Linked DNA regions of Mus musculus: region 1 is linked to region 2. A link is a contact called in public HiChIP or PLAC-seq data. All regions are on one chromosome and are shown on one strand. The core of a region is the stretch at or near the end of the contact, and the rest is flanking DNA. Distances in the headings are between cores, read along the strand shown.

Evidence for each region. HiChIP or PLAC-seq counts read pairs in DNA pulled down with a chosen protein or histone mark.
Region 1: a contact with region 2 is called in an H3K4me3 HiChIP or PLAC-seq map of embryonic forebrain, with 8 times the contacts expected there. The contact joins the promoter of 1700051A21Rik here to the promoter of 6330403K07Rik in region 2. A contact is called at or near these places in 1 of 39 promoter capture datasets (liver) and 1 of 115 datasets of contacts at active chromatin or transcription factors (embryonic forebrain).

Annotation. Positions count from the first base shown.
Region 1 is chr11:72,263,670-72,269,267 of GRCm38.p6, forward strand. It overlaps 1700051A21Rik (RIKEN cDNA 1700051A21 gene), which reads left to right and starts at 3,175. Exons shown (of 2, transcript NR_045922.1): 1 at 3,175-3,856; 2 at 4,212-4,887. Slc13a5 (solute carrier family 13 (sodium-dependent citrate transporter), member 5) reads right to left here and starts at 2,935. Exons shown (of 12, transcript NM_001004148.4): 1 at 2,795-2,935. The coding sequence starts at 2,896.
Region 2 is chr11:71,031,567-71,037,890 of GRCm38.p6, forward strand. It overlaps 6330403K07Rik (RIKEN cDNA 6330403K07 gene), which reads right to left and starts at 2,051. Exons shown (of 2, transcript NM_134022.2): 1 at 923-2,051; 2 at 375-843. The coding sequence starts at 1,836. The coding sequence ends at 1,471.

The DNA.
Region 1 (5,598 bases), core at 1,925-4,424, 1.2 Mb after region 2:
AACAAAGGAAAACACCAGGTTCTGTGGCACACACTTGTACCAGCTCCAAGAATGTGGAGACAGGCCAGCCCAGCTTGTGTGGCCAGATCCAGGCCACTGAGAGAGCCTGTCTCAACAAACAGCTGGATGGCAGCTGAGGAAACTGTGCCTGATGTTGATCTCTAGCCTCCAAATGTGCAAGCTCACACACATACAAATAATACTTACTGCACTTCCCTGGTACTGAGAAGGTGTCTGGAAAAGCAACTGGGAGCTGAGATGGGAGCAGGCACCGCAGTTGAAAGGCGGTGCACATAGATGTGCACAGTGTAATCAGCCAGGGTTGAGAGTTCATCTAAGGACACTCACACACTGGTCTGCAAGGGGCATGTTCTAAGCCTTAGGTGGCATCATTATGGTCAACTAAGGCAGAGTGATGTGGCTATGACATCATTCTATGATACAATCTGATAGAGTCACAACTAGAAATATAGACCAGTGTTGAGTAAAATACCCTTATATGGTTCGTGCTACAGAATGAAAATGGGGTAAGCAAAACTCTCCCCTGTCCCTCTGTACTCCCCAGTGTGTGTGTGTGTGTGTGTGTGTGTGTGTGTGTGTGTGTGTGTGTGACTGGTATTTGGAGAACTGTCTATCTGTCCACTAAAACATTAATAATAAGGCAATGAGGGTACCTTATTTTACTTGATACTTTAGACTTCTGAAAATAAGGATTTCTTACAAGATTAACAAGGTAACATGATTAAAGTTGTCACTGGTTTTATTAAAATGGGTTTTAGAAGCAGAGGAAGGCTCAGAGAAAAAGTGGATCAGAGGGGAGGCCAGGAAGCAAGCAAGGTGGAAGAGAATATGAAAGCCTGAAGAGGGGCCATGGAGCACAGAGGGCAGTGTGTGCTGGGGACCATCATCCTGTAGGGACAGTGATGGTCAGGATGCCCCTGGGGACAGTCTGACTCTCTCTCTCTCTCTCTCTCTCTCTCTCTCTCTCTCTCTGTCCTGGAGTGTTCTGTATCTCTGGGTTTTCTTGCCCAATGAAGGGCATGGTGAATGGGAACAGGGTGGTCTTTGGTGGTGAGCAAAAAGAGGGACAGAGGGCAAAAATAGGGAGCCAAAGACCCAGGCTCCCAGGCACCAAGCCACTTGGAGAGAAGGTACAGGAAGACTGCCTTTTGGAAGAACCTCCAAAATGGCCTCCCAGTCCCTAAATTTTCAGTCCCAGGGCATATAGATGTATTAATACACCCGGTTGGGAACCTAACTCACTGATATTTATATTCCCCCTCTGCCTGCCTACCTGTCTGTCTGTCTCTGTCTCTGTCTCTCTCTGAGTGTATGTGTGTGTGTTGGGGGGGGGGGGGTGTGCACACGTGCGCATACACATGCATGAGCCAGGGATAAAGTGGGATCCTGGTTACACTGTCCTCTACCAGAAAGGTCAAGCAAGCAACTATAATTATTCCAAGGAACATCACTCCCCGCCAGCAGAGCTAAAATCACAGCTTCCTAACCTGGATGCCTCCCACAGACGGGAATGGCCCCGAATCTCTGGATGCTCGCTAACAGAGTGGCAGCGGATGAGTCCGCACAGTTGCTCTGCTCTCCTTGGCCCATGTGGAGCCTCTGCTCAGTATGTTTCCTCTGCCCCCCCCCCCGCGCCCCAATCCTAGGAGCCGGAATGATCCCCTTTTACTCCCAGAATCCAGTCACCCCATTGTACCCATCAAAGCACCCGGGGCCCGGAGAGCAAAGGGTCTTGCTGAAAGGCACAATGTGAAATGACTAGAAGCCCACCAGGGGACACCCCTCTCCTCTCAAAACCTTCCCTGAAGAGAGCCACTGTTTCTCAAACCTGCCTGTGGAGGGGAAGCAGGATCCGAGCAAGGTTTCCTGTCTGGGCTGAGAGTGAAAGGGTAGCCACATAAGGCTTCAAAGAGCCCTGGCCTCGCCAAACTGGCTGCACACAGCCTGACAGAGCCGGGGCCAGCGCTCCCGCCCTCCTCTGCTCTGCAGCCAAGGCCATTCATTCTCTCCCTTCCTCCCAGGAGCACCAGGAGGCCAGGGAATGGGACTCAGCTTCCCCAGCAACCGAGAGCCATGCCACCCAAGGCGTGAGCTCTGGGAATACGTCCTGCCTCCTCACACTGACTGCCTCAGCAGGCGGTGGGCAGTGCCCGACCTGCCTTTCAGGCTGCAGCAGGATTTGAACTCGAGAGTGGCTTCCTTGGCTTCCGAGCTAGAAAGAAATATAGATCATAGATGGGGAACCTGAGCTTCAAATATCAAGGCCAGATTATGGCAAAGGCATGATCCACTCTGTTCCTGTAGTTCCCTGCCTGAAGGCATCTACAGCTAGGAAATCTCTCTTTCCTAGAGAAGAGGCACAGAGGGAAAGAAAGCCCAGCCTTCAGAGTCTCTACTAGCTCGAGCATTATCTTTGAGCTGGACTAGCGTTGGTTGTGCACTCTGGGAGGAGATTTTGAGTCAGAGGCTAAGCCTGTCGAGGGGTCTGTGTGGTTCAGATCTGTTCTAACGTCCAGGTTTCCGTGTTTGCCCGGACGGCTCTTGCGCCCTGAAATCGGTGCACTCTAGGACGTGTTCACCTTAGGGTCTGTGCGTCCCTCGGATTCTTTGCAGAGCACCTCCTATCTGGTGCCTGGAGCGTCTGAGCACGCGTCCCAGGGGAGCTCGTCCCCACGGAGGAATCTATGCGTTCCAGCTCAGCGTTCCCGGGTTCCGTGCCCGTTATTGCACTGGGCACCCGGATTCCGCCAGGCTGCCCAGACACGCAACTGACCTTGTCAGGTATCAGAATGACGAGTGGAAGCATCAGGATCGGGGTGAAGAGCAAAATCGCAAAGGACTTGAACTTGGTCACACAAGTCTTCGCCGAATCCATCGCGTGAAAGGGAGACTGACTGGAGGGAGAAAAGATTGCGAGGCAGCTAGAAGCTTCACGAGCTTAAAAGGGGGACGCGCGGTCCCACCGGATTGGGGGCGGCTACAACTCCGCCCCCCATTGCCAGGCCTCCCTGCGGTCCTGGGGCGGAGCCACCCCTCGGGGTCTGTGGGGAGTGTCTGTCCCAGGACTCTGCCACCCCGCGGCAGAGTGAGGCGTTTGCAGATTTCAGTGCTTGGCACCAGCCCTCTATGGAGAGGACTGGACCCTGGCACCTCACCACTTGCCAGCCCGTTGGCGCTGCTCTGGTCCTCAGTACCATGCAGGGTGTGCCGGTCATTCTGCCAGCTTAAGCGTGAGGACCCTTTGTGTACTCTCACCTGCTCTCTCCTGGACTCCGGAATGTCCCAGATGAAAAACACCAGCCTGTAGGATTCTCAGGCTTCTCTCTCCAAAGCGTTCTCCTTCTCATCCCTATCCCGGAGGGGCGTCTCCTAGAGGCGATGGCCGAGCCCTGCGCCACCGCGGTCTTCTCACCTCCAAGATCCGCTGGCTTCCTCCTAGCGTTAGCCCGACTCTAGACATAGAACCCATTTCCCTCCTCGTGCCGTCTCCTACCCAGCGCACCGTAGGCGCTCTAGAGGGACCGCTAAGGAAGGCGGTCACTGTCCTCGCAGACCGAACGACTTTTACCCTCCAGCGAACGCGCTTGCGCAGGCCGGCCGTCTTTGCCCAGGCGCGGGTAGTTGCTGCCGCCCACTTACCAACCACCTCGCTAGTACCATTTTATGGTGGGAGACGGGGCCTTAGAAAAGAGGGGGCATAATCCTGCCAACCATCATCGAGGCATTCGTTCATTCATTAATCCTCCCCTTAACAGACCTGTGTGTAGTACCTGCTGTGCTAAGTCCTGTTTGGGACACCAACACAAGAGGGTGCAATGACATTATTGACACTTCGGTGAGTTCTTTCTCTTCTGCCTGCCTCTCATTCTCCTCTGGGGAGTCTTATCCACAGGCTACTTGACACATGGCTGAGTCCAGATTCCTGTACAGTCAGCTCTCACCACTGATCAAGATGCTATCTAGTTGCTGACATGGTTAGCGTGTTTACGACTAGGATGGCTGCTTCTGTTCTAAACATGGAAACCATCGGCGTACTCTGAACTATATACAACAGAGACCGACTATTAGCACGGCACTTACACTGTGTGTTAGGTGTTGCAAGCAATCCAGAGATGAAGTAAAGAATAGGTTATATGCAATTGCTACGAATTATATGAGACTAACCTCTCCTCCCTCTTCTCCACCCCTAGCCCTGCCACCACCACCACCAGGAAAGAACTACTGAATTCCCCACCTTCTCAGCCTGTGAATGTCGAAGGCCCTAAAACAGAACACACATTTGTATCAAGATTTTTGACTCTGTTCCTGTGACCTGCCTGTCACCTTGCCCTCAAGTCTGCAACTGCCTTCTTCAGGCCCTCTCTATTTTCGGTTTGTTTGCTTGTTTGCATCTATGTGGCCCTGGGCCCATCCCTTCCCCCAGGGCAATTAAAACTAGAGTTCCTGCTTTGGGGTGTGTGTGTGTGTGTGTGTGTGTGTGTGTGTTTCAAGACTCTATGTGTATGAGTATTTTGCATGCATATATATGTGTGTATCATTTGCATGTCTGATAACCCCAGAGTCAGAAGAGAGTGTCAGAGTCCCTGAAACTGAAATAATAGACAGTTGGGAACAGCCATATGGGTTCTGGGAAATGAACCCAGGTCCTCTTCCAGCAAGAAGAGTGAGTCCTGCTGTTAACCATGGAGCCAGCTTTCCAGCCTTTTGGAGTTTTTATTTAATCTTCGTTTTATTTATCACCATGTGCCCACTTAACACCCTTTACCAGGCCTCATTCAGGACGTTCACTCAAAGTCTGGGATCTACGATGCTGGTCAACCATTCTGCTGTAATTTAAGTGCTTTAAAGTCTATAAAGTGTGCGCTGCAGCTAAATGCCTGAATCCATACTCTGTCCCTGTGTGGCCTTGGTGGATGTTTCCATTCTGGATTCATCTTCTCATATATAGAATCAGATCAACTTTGATTCCCAGTAGTCGTTTTAAGACCCCCAAGTCAATGTTCTGAGTGTTTAAAGTAGCTCTGTGGCTTACAGTCAGCCATCAGTGGCATTCGCCCTTGCAATAATATGGGACACACTGTGGGTATCCTTGGGCAAAAGATCTTCCAAGTTCGAGGAAGGCTTCATAGAGGGGGGCAGCATTTGAGTGGAGACTTCAAGGTAAAGAATTTGCCAGGGAAAGCTAGTCAAAACCATCACAGAGTGTTCTCTCAAACATGGAGCTCAGATTTAAACTGTGTGTGTGTGTGTGTGTGTGTGTGTGTGTGTGTGTGTGTGTATTAACATATAAGGGGTCGTGAGACCAGGAAGATGCTGGAGGAGAAGGAGCACTACCAGAAGTGGAAAGAGAGCAACAGGATCCATAATGTGACATAAAAGTAGAAGGGAGGACTGTCTGGGAAGGGAAAGGAACCATGGGGCGGGGCGCCGCACAGAGAAGGCGACAGGGGAAGGGACAAACAGAAACAAACGGCACACATGCATGAAGATGCCATCTTGAAACCCAGTACCCTGAATGCTCACCCAAAAATCAGTCAAATGTAAACTTCCAAAGGCAGTTTATCCAAGGTCATTCAG
Region 2 (6,324 bases), core at 801-3,300:
GGGAGGCCCTTCTATTGGAAAACAATTGATAAAAAACTCAAGCTGGGTCAATCCAGAGCTTAGCTGAGCCAGAAGCCTCTTGATAGGGATTGAGTGGGATTCTTACACTGAGCAATGGGGAATGGCACCATGTGGCGAAGTCAGACTGCTGTTAGGGGACTGTGGAACTAGGAATCTGGACATAGTGGCAGATGCCACAGAGGGGCCCGTATAGCTATTTGGTGTGGAGAGATTCTGTACCTAGAAATGCCGTGTAACCAAGTCAGCTTTCCAGGGAGAGTGGGCAGGTTTTAAAGAGAAGGGAGTGAAAGCTAGAGCAGAACAGGAAATCTGTCAAGGGCCATCATACAGCTGGAAGCTGGTGGACAAACGAATACAGAGGACACTGAGAATATGATTTATTCCATCAGACATGCTGCAATTATAGACATTTCCACAGAGTATAGCAGTGTCAAAAAGTTTTGCATTTGAACAGCTGACATGAATAAACAAACAGTGGGTAGGTGAATAACCTGCAAACGCGAGTTCTGGTATTCACTTTTTTGAGTCTGAGATGACAGATTTCAGCAGGAACTCTGTTACTGACAGTCCTTAGTCCCAGCCTCTTCATCTTGGTATCACAGCTTTAGAAGGCCTCCAGGCTGAAATGAAGTCACCATAGAATTCTCTAGCACAGTCCTCCTATGGGCCGCAGCAAAGGAAAGCCCTCAGTCTCATCTCATGGAACACACGAATTCTATCTAGGCCTCCATCTCTGAAGACTTGTGGTCTACTTTTCCACACAGTCCAAAAACCCATCTTGAGCGTTGACTCTCTGGTGGTCAGTTCTGGTAACCACAAAACCTGAAATGGCAAAAATACACAGCCCGCGTCAGCCCCAACTCCTGGTGGGTCAGAATCATCTTGACAAAACGCCACTCACCTCCTCCAGCAGCCAGCCATATCCGCTGCTCTCCCAGGTCCGCCAGCTTGGTGCTCAGAGTCCTAACCAAAAGAACTAGGCACAACTGGCTCATCCCGGTGTGACGCAGCATCATGAGGCTCCAGCACTCCGAGCCAGGGTGCTGATTCTCCTTGCGGTACCTTCTCAGGGAGGCCGCAGACTCGGGTCTGGTTCATCCTTTAAACAACAGAAGGCTGGACTCTGCTCTACAAACACCAAAATGCTAGGCCCTCACGTCACAAAGTGGTAGGATACAGAGACATCCTAATTACAAACTGGGTTCAATTCAATCCAGGATTATACTAATTGCACTCAATGTACGGGTGCAAGCAGCACAGCTATTTCATTGCCTGCAGCGACTCTGGACCGTCTGATGAACAGTTAGACAAAGCGACAACAAAGAAAAGAAGCATCGAATGCTAGATGAAGGGGGTGCAGCGCGTTTCCGAAACAAAAGGCTACGCTTCTCATTCCTCTCCCCTCCCCTCCCCTCGACTCTGCGCCCACCCCGTCGGGGCCCTGGCCACTTAGGCAAGCTGCAAATGGATATAGGTGAAGATGCAGGAGGTGATGGAGAAGGCGATGGCCGCGTAGATGAAGATGGAGAGGTGCGGGAAGTGGTCAAGGTAGCAGCCCTCTTCCACTGGAGGCTCTTCTTCCTTGGGCTCTGGACGCACGGCGGCCTTTCGGGACAGCCCAGCGCGGGTCCCCGGAGCCCTCCCACTCAAACGCCGACCAGATTTCCTGCCAGCCGAGGATGCAGACTTAGGTGCACGCGCAGTGTGGCCCTCCTCCAGGGGAGGCTTATCGAACAGGCCCTCGTACTCAGGGTCAGAATCGAAATACATCTGCTCTGGACCCCAGGGCTTGCGCGAAAAGGGACCTTTAGCCATGGGCGCAGAGCACGGGCAGATAAGCTGCTGAGACTAAGAGGCGAAGTCCCTGCTGGGTCGCAGTGCAGTGGGCGGTGGCCCGGACTGCAGCAGTATTTCTATACCCTGGGTGGGTGGGGGTGATAGGGGCGGAGCCAGCAGAGCAGGGGGCCTCTACCGGGTCCGGGGCCTCTCTGCCCAGAACACTCTTTCTCTGGCTCCTCCTTTCCGCCCACAGCCTGTTGCAGAGGTTGGCCAGCCAGTTTCTAGCACCTTGCAAGTCTTGGCGCAGCAAAGTCTATCTCCATAGCAACGAGACTGTCTTGCGGGGGGGGGGGGGGGGAGGGGAGAAGGAGGCGAGAGACATTGGGATCTCTCAGCTAGTAAGGGGGACTTGGCAGTCTGGAAGCAGAAATGCAGGGGGCAAAGCTCCAAGCTGTGTGCAGAGCTTCCCCCAGGGTTTTGTTTCTAGTTTTAAAGACATGAATAATGTAAGAGCTTAAAATTTGATGGGCATACAAACACATTTAATGAGATGGCGCACAAATGCGCAGTTTTATAACCGAAGGACATTGCATTGCTGTCTGAAAGCCTCGTACATGAAAATCAGCGAAGAAAGGCCAACTGACAAACTGTTAGCCACTTACTCGATAATTATTGTCTTTCCCTCACTAACTCCTGATCCCTTTCTGGCTCCAGCATGTATGTTTGTGTAATGCATGAAAAAACTAACAGTCTTGTAGAAAACAACAACAACAACAACAACAACAACAACAACAACTGACACAGGAAACTTAGCTATGTACGAGCTTAGGAGACTGAGGTAGAAGATCAGTAGTTTCCATCCAGCCTGGATGTCTAATGAGGCTCTGACTCAAAAGACAAAACCAAACAAAACAATCTAACAAAAACAACATCACTCTGGGCGTGGTGACGCATGTCTTTAATCCCAGCACTTGGGAGGCAGAGGCAGGCGGATTTCTGAGTTCGAGGCCAGCCTGGTCTACAGTGAGTTCCAGGACAGCCAGGGATACACAGAGAAACCCTGCCTCAAAGAAAAACCAAACCAAACCACACAAACCAAACAAAAAAACAAAACAAAAAACCCCTCAGAACATCACAACAAAACTCTCACCAACCCAGGGTCCGGAAGTAACAGAGGCAGACTTCCCTTTCCCTCCCTCTGCCTCTCTCCTCTCACTGCTATCTATATCGCACATTTCCACACTCCTCATCTGCTCCTAGTCTTCAGTGCATCTCACACGTGATTGGAAACCAATCTCAGGGAGCAGCAAGGTGGCTCAGTAGGTTAAAGGCGCTTGCCTCCAAGCCCGAGAGCCTGAATTTGATGCCTGAGAGTCACATGATAGGAGGAGAGAACTGATGTCTACAAATTACCCCCTGAACTTCTCTCCTATGCTCTGCGATGTGCATGTGCTCACATATTATACATTAAACATACGTGTACACACTGAGTATTTTTTAAAGTGTTGAATAAAACAGGAAAAAGAATCAATTTCAGAAAGGAAAAAAAAAAGAAAAAAAAAAAACTACTCCAAAGAAAAAAATAGGAATAAAAAGGAGCCCATTTCTCACTTTTCTTCCCAGTCAGACTCTTTGGTACCTTCAGTACTTGATGGGTACCACTGGTTCTTTCAGTACTTGTTGAGTACCACTATCTCCTGGCACCTCTGTTGTGTCTGAAATTCCAAGGCTGGTTGTCAGTCCCTTGTAGGATTTGGGGAGAGCAATCACATGATTCACTGGGCCCTGGAGTTGGAGGAATCCATTGGCAAGCCTGTCAGTATCAATAGAATCGACTCCTGCCCACCAAGTCATTCTAATTCATCCAACAGAACCCAGAATGGAGGTGTTGATGTGATCAGACTGTTGTGTCTCCGTCTCAAAGCATTCAGGACTCCTTGCAGCAGGAGTGAATCCCACTAGGTCGTGGTATCATACTGATGTTTGTTGAGAAAGCGATAGGTCGAATGAGTGACTGGCTGTTGTCAGCAAGAGGCTACATTTTCGGAATTTAGCAGCTGCAGATAAGAGCATCCCTTAGGACAAAGAACCTCAGCTGTGATGTATAAAAGGGTGGAGAGTCTCTAGAAAATAGTCTGACAGTTAAAAAAAAAAAGTTAAGCTTATACCTTAGATATAACCCTGGGGGCTGGAGAGACGGCACAGCAGTTAGAGCACTGGCTGCTCTTTCGGATGATACACGTTCTATTCCCAGCACCAAATGGTGGCCTGCATGGGACTGCACAGTTCCAGGAAATCCAACACCCTCTTCTGACCCACATGGGCACCAGGCATGCACATAGCACAGAGACATACATGCAGGGAAAACATCCATATGCATAAAATTTTTTGAAAGTTAAAAAAAAAGAGATAGGACACGAGTCTTAGCCCCAGATGTGTGGCAGGTCACCTGCTGCAGCTTTCCATAGTCTCTCCCACTCCCAGAGGACCACAGATCTTCTACAGCCTTCCTCCACCACTCAGCCTTTTGTCCTAGCTGCCAAAAGCCAGGAGGCACTCCCTGGAAACAGGCTGGCCACGATGGCCGAGGAATCAGACCAGTACCTTGCAAAGCCATCATTAGATGCTTCCTCCTTCAGTAGATGAGACCCAGAGCTACACCATGTGCAGAGAGTGAGAGACCTCTAACACTCTGTCTTAATAGGGATATCTCCAGCAGTCTCCCCTCAGGGCTCAGGGAACCCGGTAGAAGAGTAGATGGAAAGATTGCAAGAGTCAGAGAGGATGGAGGTTACCAAGGAAACACGGCCCTCTAAATACAACAGGACCCCACACACATATGCATTCACAGAGACTGTGACAGCATGCACAGGCTGGCATGGGTCTGTGCCAGATGGAGTCCCAGCACTGGGACAGGAGAGAAGTGGACACCCCCCCCCCATTCCTAACCCAGACTCTACCTACCATTGATTACTACTCACAAATGAAAAATTAGTTTTCTCCTAGTGAGTCTCACTGAGTAAACAAACCACTCTTTTTTTTAAAAAAAGTTATTTCCATTTTTATGTTCGTTTGCTTGCCTGCATGTCTGTGGAAGCATGTCAGAAACCCTGGAATTGGAGTTACAGACAGGTGTGATATGCCATGCAGGTGCTGAGAATTGAACTCAGGTCCTCTGGAAGCACACAGCCAGTGCTCTTAACCACTGAGCCATCTCTTCAGCTCTGAAACAAACCACTCTTAAGGGCAGACCCCATGCCCAGCAGTAGATGGTCAACCAAAAACAAGTGCTCAAAGCATCTTTGGAAGTTTTTTGCCTCATAATATTTTGTCAAGACTTCTCTGTGTCCCTCCCTCATTACAGGTTCTTTGTGTATATATCATGGCTTCCAGTTTGTGTTTTTATGATTTCTGTGTGTATGAGCATGTCTGTCCTATTCTGGGTTGCTCATTTTTGTTGTATTGCATTGTTATTCTTTAGATGCCTGTTGTTTGCTAACTAAAAACAGGGAAAGTGTGGATTCAGATGGGAGGGGTGGTGGTGGTGATTTTGGAAGAGTTGGGAGAGGGGAAACCATAGCAGAATATATTGTAAAAAAAAAAATCTATTTCAAAGAGAAAAATAGGAGTAAAAAAAGATAGGACCCAGTAATTCCACTCCTAGATTCTACCTAAGAAAAATGACAGCTCTACATGGAGACTAATGTTTAAACATCTACACCAACACTATTGGTAATAGCCAGAGTTGAGAATAATTCAAATGGCCATCAAATGGTGAATGGATGTGGTTCAGCTATACAGTTGGAATACTACCCAACAATGGAAAAGAGTGAGCTACTGATACCTGTTGGACTAGGGTTGGTCTAAACAGCATGCTAAGCAAAAACGAAAAGCCAGGTGAGAGAATAGATGTGAAATGTTCAGAAAAGACAAATTTATAGAGGTAGAAAAGAGATTTGTTGCCTGTGGCTCTGGGAGAAATAAAAATGTTAGCTGTAAACAGGCTCCAGGCAACTTTCTAGTAACAGGAATGTGTTTAATGCTCAGTTGTGGTATAACCTTATACGTTTTCCTTCTTAAAAATCCTTTTTAAAATTTTATGTGTGTGGGTGTTTTGCCTCCACCTATGTTTGTGTACTCTGTGTGTGTAGCCTGGAGAGGCCAGAAGAGGGTGTCAGATTCCTCTTGGCTGGAGTTAGGGATGGTTATGAGACGCATTTGGGTGCTAAGACTTGGACCTGGTTGCTAAGGAAGAGCAGAGAGTGCTCTTAACTGGTGAGACATCTCTCCAGCTTCTTCTAATTAAAATAAAAATGGTTTTATTTTACTTATGCACATACACACACACACACATATATATATGTACATATATATGCACACATGCATGCAGGTGTCTGTGAATATCAGAAGTCAGCATCTTTAGTCTTATTATTTTAATGTATGTGTGGTGTCAGTGTGGGAGTGCTACACATGTGGGGATGCCCAGGGAGTCCAGATGAGGGAGCTGGGTCCTCTGGATCTGGA